2 separate regions of the Mus musculus genome follow, and region 2 is linked to region 1. The links are chromatin contacts, called in public Hi-C maps. All regions are on one chromosome and are shown on one strand. The core of a region is the stretch at or near the end of the contact, and the rest is flanking DNA. Distances in the headings are between cores, read along the strand shown. Region 1 has its middle 21 kb from the start of Gm31101. Region 2 overlaps Lrrn2 (leucine rich repeat protein 2, neuronal).

The links. A called contact is a pair of places that touch in the nucleus more often than the background predicts.
Region 2: a contact with region 1 is called in a Hi-C map of cerebral cortex, with 3 times the contacts expected there. The contact joins two enhancer-like sites. A contact is called at or near these places in 4 of 484 Hi-C or Micro-C datasets (cerebral cortex, embryonic stem cells and nephron progenitors), 7 of 115 datasets of contacts at active chromatin or transcription factors (VIP interneurons, embryonic basal ganglia, embryonic forebrain and 3 more) and 1 of 9 other capture datasets (embryonic stem cells).

What each region holds. Positions count from the first base shown.
Region 1 is chr1:132,763,799-132,767,986 of GRCm38.p6, forward strand. No RefSeq gene overlaps it. Among named protein-coding and RNA genes, the nearest start is that of Gm31101, 21 kb to the right of the region's middle. Within about 2 kb of position 2,488, at least 73 of the 459 cell types and tissues checked have an H3K27ac peak or open chromatin away from gene starts, as enhancers often do. A contact at or near this core is called in VIP interneurons and cerebral cortex, where this site is marked.
Region 2 is chr1:132,914,160-132,918,232 of GRCm38.p6, forward strand. The region is part of intron 1 of Lrrn2 (leucine rich repeat protein 2, neuronal); the gene reads left to right. It overlaps Gm31159 (a long non-coding RNA gene), which reads right to left. Exons shown (of 3, transcript XR_878529.3): 1 at 1,657-4,073; 2 at 1,409-1,478; 3 at 794-1,083. Among named protein-coding and RNA genes, the nearest start is that of Gm31159, 14 kb to the right of the region's middle. Within about 2 kb of position 1,907, at least 30 of the 459 cell types and tissues checked have an H3K27ac peak or open chromatin away from gene starts, as enhancers often do. A contact at or near this core is called in VIP interneurons and cerebral cortex, where this site is marked.

The DNA.
Region 1 (4,188 bases), core at 1,238-3,737:
CTCTGTTGCTTACATTCTTCTTGTCCTAACAATGAAAGGTTTTTTTTTTTCTTTCTTTCCTTTTTTTAAAGGTTTGTTTGTTTGTTTGTTTGTTTGTTTAATGTGAGTAAATTATTACAGATGGTTGTGAGCCACCATGTTGTTGCTGGGAATTGAACTCACGACGTCTGGAAGAGCAGTCAGTGCTCTTAGCGGTCGAGCCATCTCTCCAGGCCCCTTGAAAGGTTTTCTTATCTTCAAGGCATATCCCAGCCCCTGCCTCTTTCCCTTCAGCCCATGGAGCTGACCTCCCCTACCCTGTGCTAGCCGAGCTGCATGCAGGGTTGGGGACTTTTTGTTGCTGTGCCTTTGCCTCAGTTGCTTTTCTACACCTACCCTTAGCATTGCCTCATTGTTCTGTGTGTCACATAAAATGCCACCAGTCCCTCGCCCCAACCCCTGGGACACCCACAGGAGTGACTTATACCACACAGCGCCGTCTGCAGTTGCACCCTGACTGAGATGCCTAGCAGAATACTGCACAGCACATGCCTTCAGCTGCACTGGTGGCCCTAGAAGATGGGGACTGGGCTTCACCTACATCCACACTCTCACCTTCACACTTAAAGCTAGGTGGGCACTCCAGAGCAAGGTCTCCGGTTCTCTGTTGATGGATGCCATTAACATGGGGAAGAGATAGCATTGTCTTTATTAGGCAGCCCCCTTGTGCTGTACTGGTTCTGAGTGACTCACTGTTCCTGTTGCAAGAACAGGGGTCCTCTCCTACTGTGGCAATGACACCCCAGCAGGAAGGGTGGCGGGCAGCTGACCTTGTGCCTTGTGCTTGGAGTTGGGGCAGCAGCAGCCCTCTGGAAACCCCTGTAGGCTGTAAGCAGACCTCTCTTCTCCAGTCAACGCTGGCCTTGCTGGGAAACAGTGTGAACAACTGGAGCTTACGTTTGCTTTTGTGAATTTATAAGCTTAGAGAGGCTTTCACTCTGTACTTATGAAGTGCCTGCTCTCTATTGGACACCAGTGGGTAGTCGAGTTCAAAAACAACAAACAAAACATAGATTCTGCTCTCAAGGAGTTTATGGTCTTTGGGAGAAAACGGTCACGTGAGCAAATCAATACAATGTTGTTAGCACAGTGACAAGGAGCTGGCCAGGTGTTAAGAGAAAGTAGAGGAGATTTATGCTGGCCATGGGGCCCCACCCCCCCCCAGGAGGAAAAGATTAGCTCTGTGCTCACCACCCCCACCCCTACCCATACCCCTACCACTTTCTTACTCGCCTCAGCAGAGGATCTGTGTAAGGTTAAGGGAAGGAGACTGGTTTAGTAGCTAAAGGAGCAAACGGGAAGGGGTTAGATCCTGGAGGAGCGGATGTGTGGGTTCAGACGGTGCTAGGAATGGAAGTGGCTTTGGAGCCGGCGCTGGAGGGGTGGAAATGGGAGGTCACAGGTGGGAGGTGAGCTGAAAGTCCCCCCTTCCACTACAGGAGCATTTTCCTCTCCAGCCTGGGCTGGGCGTGGTCCTGAATGGCCAGTCAGGTTTAGCCACTGCTGACGCCTCCAGGAAAAGGCCCACTGGATAGGAACTCTCTGCTGCAGGCCCAGGCCTGACCACTCCGCAGAGTCACGAGGCGTGAGCCATGACCACTCTGCAGAAAGCCTCGTGTCTCATGACTTGGCGCACTACGCCTCACCACGCCCTCAGGACCTATGAGAAGTCATGTAAAGGCTATTAGTAGATGGCCCCAGGGAGGACACTGGCCAGCCAGAAGGAAAGGGATTGACTCAGATATGTGTGAACCTTTGTTGTTGGAAGTCTGAGATATTTGCGGTCCCTTTGTTTGTTTGTTTGTTTGTTTGTTTGTTTGTTTGTTTGTTTTATGAGATAGAGTCTTACTATATAACTTCAGTTTAGCCAGAGCTGGCTTGGGTGCTAGGATTACAAATGTCCACCACCATAGTTGGCTTGATATTTGCATTTCTTGCCTTGGGGGCTTAGGTGCTGGGAATGTGGGGGGCATTGGTAGGGGGCAGAGGCAGCCATCCTTGGTTTCAGTTCCGAGAACCATCTAGAACCTTGTGACAGTGAGACTAGGAACCCTCTGCTCTACCCACCTCCTGAGGAGTCAGCTTGCAGATGGGTAGGTGGGTGAGTGGCTAAGGAATTCTTTCCATTCTCTGGTTGGTGTACAGCCAGTAGCATCGGGGCGGGGCTTCTGAAGAGCTCCCTTCAAAGGCTGATGGATTGATTGTCAGAGTGCGTGGTGGCAGCTGCCAGCGAAGCCTCCCTGCAAATGGAAACACTCAGCTCTGCAGTGAAGGGCAGGCTTCCAGGATGCTCTAAGAGGCTGAGAGCCCCCTTCTTGCTTGCAGACACAGCTCTCCTGCCCAGGAACCCCTCCTCACGTAAAAATGCGTCTTGTGCAGAGAGCCCGCCCGCTCAAAGCTCCAGGAATCCTGTAAGCCACTGCATTAGTTGCACGTCATAAATATTTATGCCCTGCTGATGTGTGTGCCGAGCACTGGGCAGGGCTACTGAGGGACAGAGGCCAGCTCAGAGAGAGGCAGGGAGAAGCAGGGTTTCAGCCCCCTTTTGCTGTTGGCATTCCAAGATGTGGTCAGTAAGCTTCCGTTCTGGCTGCTCCAGCTGCTGAGTGGCCGGCACTGGGACATGGAGTAGGAGTTCTGGACAGGTGGAAAAAGGAAGTCTGCAGCTACTTGAGCTCACGCCAAAGCCCAGTTCTGCGATTCCAGGGGCTAGAAATGGCAGCGTGGTTTATAGTTATCTGACACAGAGGCCCATGATTCCAGCCTGTGTGCCCCGTTCCAAAAAAAAAAAAAAGTGTGTCCAGAGCTTCATAGTCAAAGCAGAAGGCAAGTGCCAGCCTTCACCACAGGAGCCCATAGCAACCTTTCCCCAACCCACATAGGAGAGATTTGCCCATGTGTGGATCCACAGCCATAGACGAGTGAGCTGGGATTCAAACTCAAGCTCTTGGCTCTCAGATTTGTGCATTCCCTGACAAGCTGCCTGGTCCCATGAGCTCCACACATCACAGATATTGACAAGGCTTCAAGACCTGTCTTCCAGGCCCTTTTCTCAGACTGGATATCTGAGCGCTTTGAAGATGGTGTCGGGGGTACGGCAACCTGTGTGTGCAGAAAGGAACATCACAAGATCTGACACCCTGACTGGGAACAAGAGCTCATTTGGAGGGGTCTGAGCCAATGGACAGAGCCCTAGAGCAAAGGTCATATAATATGTGGTAGACCCTCAAGGATTGTTCTTCTAACTCTCCTGCCTACACATGGCGTTCTCTGCTCTACCCCTCACCCTGCATCTCCCTCTTGACAAGGTCTTGCTATGTAGCCAAAGCTAGCCTCAAACTCATACCCCCACAGAACAGTTTTGAGGTGAGGAAATGGTGTTTACACAGATGCCGAGTACACTGTGCTATGACCAGGTAGAATCGTCAAGTGCTGGCTTGCTCACTGCCCTCAGGGTCGCTGCTGGCTGCAGACAGGGGCAGGTAGCTCAGCTACATTCCCATTCCTCCATGCCTGCCAGCTCTCTTAAGTGAGGTCACTAGAGGGCTGGAGAGATTGTTCAGGGCTTCGGAGCCAGGCTGCTAGATGCATCCTGGAAGGGTCACCAGAGCACAAAATGTGCTGTGAGTCTAGGGACGCGGGACGTGGCATGAAGCATGGGGGCACTCATTTGTCTCAAGCAGGCTCTGCCGGCTGGTGCTTCCAGAGATCTGTGTGCATATGTTTGCCTAAGAGGATGCTTGGTTGGGCAGCTGGCAGCACTGGGTATGTTGCAATACCCACACAAACACCACAGGCAAGGAAATGGAGCACACACACTGCTATGCTAACCAAGCAGAAATAAGAGGCTCATGGGTGCCGGAGCACCAGCCAGATGACAGAAGAGACAGTGGTCAGGGACCCTTGCTTCATTTACCAATGTTGCGCAAACACCTAGGGCAGCGTCTGAGTCCACAGTAGATGTTCAGCAAACACTTGAATAAGACACAAGTATCCGTGTAGAAAACACACAGCACACTCGAATATGGAGACTTGGAAGAGAAGCTGGAAAGTCTTTAGAAAGACAGAGGCAAATCTGAGGGTGACTCTGTTAACTTGGGTAGACCAAGGTGTGGTTAGATACTATAGTCAACTGTAATTTCTAAGTAG
Region 2 (4,073 bases), core at 657-3,156, 150 kb after region 1:
CACATTACATATGTATGTACATATATCCACACATATATCCACACATTCAGCCATCCATTCATCTATCCATCCACCCATCTATCCATCTAGTCACCCACCCTCCCATCCACATATCTATATCCACCCTGTCTTATCCATTCTTGTCTTAGTTTGGGTTTCTACTGTTGTAATGAAACATCATGGCCAAAGCAACTTGGAGAAGAAGGGGTTTATCTGGCCTACACTTCCACAGCACTGTTCATCATTGAAGGAAGCCAGGACACAAACCCAAGCAGGGCAGGAACCTGGAGGCAGGAGCTGATGCAGAGGTCATACAGGGGTGCTACTTCCTGGCTTGCTTCCCATGGCTCACTTGACCTGCTTTGTTCTAGAGCCCAGGACCAGCCTAGGGATGGCACCACCCACAGTGGGCTGGGCCCCTTTTCATCAATCACTAATTAGGAAAATGCCCTACAGGCCTGCCTACAACCTGATTTTATAGAGGCATTTTCTTAATTGAAGTTCCCTCCTCTCAGATGACTTTAGCTTGTGTCAAGTTGACATAAAACTATCCAGCACACATACATACAGCATACATGCTTACACATACAAACATACATGCACACATTTACCCATCTATCCATGCATTTGTTCACTCATTACTTATCCACCCATGAATCCATCCATCCACCCACCGTACATCTATCTCTCCTCCCACCAATCCATCCATACATCTACTCATCCATCTATCTGTCCACGCACTCGTATGAGTTACTTTTCTTCCTACTGTGACAAAGACACCCGACAGAACAGGTTAAGGGAGGAAGGGTTTACTTTGTCTCACAGTTCAAGAATGCAGTCTGATATAGTGGGACAGACACAGCAACAGGAGCTTCCGGCAGCTGGTTACACTGGATCCAGAGTCAGGAAGCAAAGAGAAATGACCTGAGGTTCAATTCACTTTCTCCTTTTTATGAAGTCTGGTACCTCAGTCCTTGAAATGGTGTTCCCCATGTTTAGGATGAGTCTTCTCACATCAGTTGCCTAATCTAGAAAACCCTTCATAGAGATGCCCAGGAGCTGTCTCTGTGGTGATCCTAGATCCTGTCAAGTTGACAATCACTATTAACAATCACATCACCTACTCATTCATCTACCCGCCCGCAAACCCATCTATCCATCCACCCACTGTCAAACCCATCTACCCATCCACCTACCAACCCATCAATTTATACATTCTTATGCCTATCATCTGTGGTCTATGGAAGAGAAACAGCAGGAACACAAACCACACAGATGCAGGTTTTCAGTGTGAGCCTTCCCCTGACCCCTAGGGAGACGGTGTTGTAATTTCTGCAGGAGGAAGCATCTTAGAAACCAACTCTCACTTCAGAACGAGACCAGTCCGGCTCCAGTTTTAGCCATGTACCTTCTCAGGTGGCTTTTGACCAGTCAGTTGCCTTGGTTCCTTCATCAATCTGTAACTGCAGGATGTCAGTCTTAGAGGGAGATGAGACCGTGAGTGAGTCCTCATGCGTGTGCATCCCTTCTTCATCCCCCTCCTCCCTTCCTCATCCCCCTCATCCCTTCCTCATCCCCCTCCTCCCTTCCTCATCCCCCTCATCCCTTCCTCATCCCCCTCCTCCCTTTTTGCTGCATAGGTGCCAAGGCTGATACCTGAGCTATGGTGGCTCTCTGCCTTGGCATGGAGTAGAGAACTGCAGACTCCAGGTGGCTATGCCTCCAGCCGAGCAGACCTGGCCCCCATGTCTTGTCCACACACAGGCCCAGGCTTGCTCTGGTAAAAACCAAGTGGGAGGATAACTGTTTCCTTAACAAGAAGCTTCCATCAAGGGTACCCCCATAATCTGTTCCACCTAACACAAACTGATGAACACTGGCCACGTGCCCAGCCCCTGCTCTGAGGAGCTCAGCCTAGGGGAGGCAGCTGAGGTTGCTAGGGAACCAGTTCCTGCTAAGGTTGGGCCGGCACTATGGCAGCAGGGCGGATGGTAAGGGAGAGGGTAAGAGCCAAATAACTAAGAACTCCCTGAGCAGACAAGAACTCTCCAGAAGGACAGATTTAAAGACTTGGAAGCCCAAAGGAGAGATCTAGAGCCTGTGAGTACAGGGACGGAGGTGGTGGCAGGAATGGAGGAGGATCTGCCCTAGTCACCAAGGAGATTAGCAACTCTCATGAGGACAGAGGGAAGAGATGAGAGACAGAAGGGAGCCCAGATGGCTGCTGTGGGATGTCGAGGAGTGGCTCCAGGGACAGCTTGGTGGGGAAGCCATGAGGACTGGTAGGCTCCAGCCAGGCACAGGGAGAGTACCTTTGCCTACCACTTCCACACAACCAAGTGGCCACCCCACTAGGGCCTCATACTTCACTGGGGCTACCAGAATGATCACAAATAGAGAGACACAGAGAGAGACAGAGACAGAAAACATAACTCTCCTAGGGATGAGTGAAAGAGAAAATTTGTTGTAGGTATGAAGGAGAACATAGCCAGAGGCATCTGAAAGAGCCTAGAGTGAACATGACCAGACTGAACGGATCCTTGTAAAGAACTAGGGGTAAAGAAAGGAGAGACAGAAGGCCAGGAGCCTGGAGAGCAGGAACCAGGAACAGCAGCCAAGAGGCCAAGAGATTCAGTGTAACAAATATACATACATACATACATACATACATACATACATACATACACATATATACATACATATACATACATACATACATACACATATATACATACATACATACATACATACAAACATACATACATACATATTCACACATACATACATACATACATACATACATACATACTAGGGAAGAGAAGGTTGGGGAAAGGGCCAGCCCAATCTCTGGGCTGGAGAGTTTAGGGTAGGCAGTGGGGTATGCCATCTAGAGTATCTCCAGGACAGGTACTGGTGAGGCTGAGGGAAGCTGGCTGGCAGTGCCTGATTTGATATGTTAATAGGCACCTCAGTCATCTGCTTGTCCCAGATTTGAGACCTAACATAGTAATTTAATGTCCCTACCAATGCAGACTGGAGAAGAGACCTCACTTGTTGAACACCCCCCCCCCCTTCTTATGTCAGATTCTCTGTCATGATGATTCTATTTAATGCTTAAGACAACAGTGTGAAGTACCGTTCTCGTTTCATGATCTAGAAACTGACATTCAGAATGGCTAAGTCGTTTGTTCAAGGTTATAGAGCTAGAAAGATGCCAGGGCAGGATTTGAACACCAGTCTTTGATGTTTTGGAGGCTGTGTTCTCTCTTGCCATGCAGTGAAATGCATTTGGTTCCCAGCTTCCCAAACCTGATCTCCTCCTAGCTGCTAGGATTCTGGAAGAATTTATATGACACTGGGGCTGTTTTCATCATTAGAGGCTGTCAGCGTAGTGACAGGGTAGATATGGAGCTGTCACAGCGGGGGGGGCGGGGGGGGGAGCTGGCAATGAGGCACCGAGGCAGGCAGGCACTCCATCACTGCCTGTGTGGTAGAGGAGGCCAGCGCTTGCCCCACACAGGGTCTGCAAACTGCCTCAGTGCCTGTCATCTTCATTCAGGCCCCGCTGGCTTCCAGCAGGTTGAAAAAGCTGCGGCTATGGCAAGAGGCTTGCCAGCATCCGGAATCAAGCTGGCAGCAGAATAGGGGACAGAGCAGCTGCTGAGAAGCTCATCAAAACTGAACCCTGAGGCTACCTACAATTTTTACCTAGCCCTGCTCTGGCCTGGAATCTCCCACCATGGGCTCCCAAACTCAGAAAGCTTGTGATTACCTGGAGCTTTTGAGGTAGGGCGAATTTATCAGGAAGTCCATCTTCAGTCTCCCCTCTGACCCCTTCCTGCCCCAAAGTTCCTGGAGGTGAAGGAGATGTGACACCCCAGCAAGCCCAGTTGCCAGTTTTGGGTGGGAGTTGGGGGAGGGGCACAGCCTCCCGGAGAGCAGGGGAGGAGCCACAGCCTCCCTGAGCGCTTTCCAATTGTTTAAACTGCTGAGGGTCCTTGTGTTTGTAACGGTGTGGGTACGCCCCAGGCAGTCAGGAATGGGCTCTGTGGCTGACAACCTGTCCAGTTTAG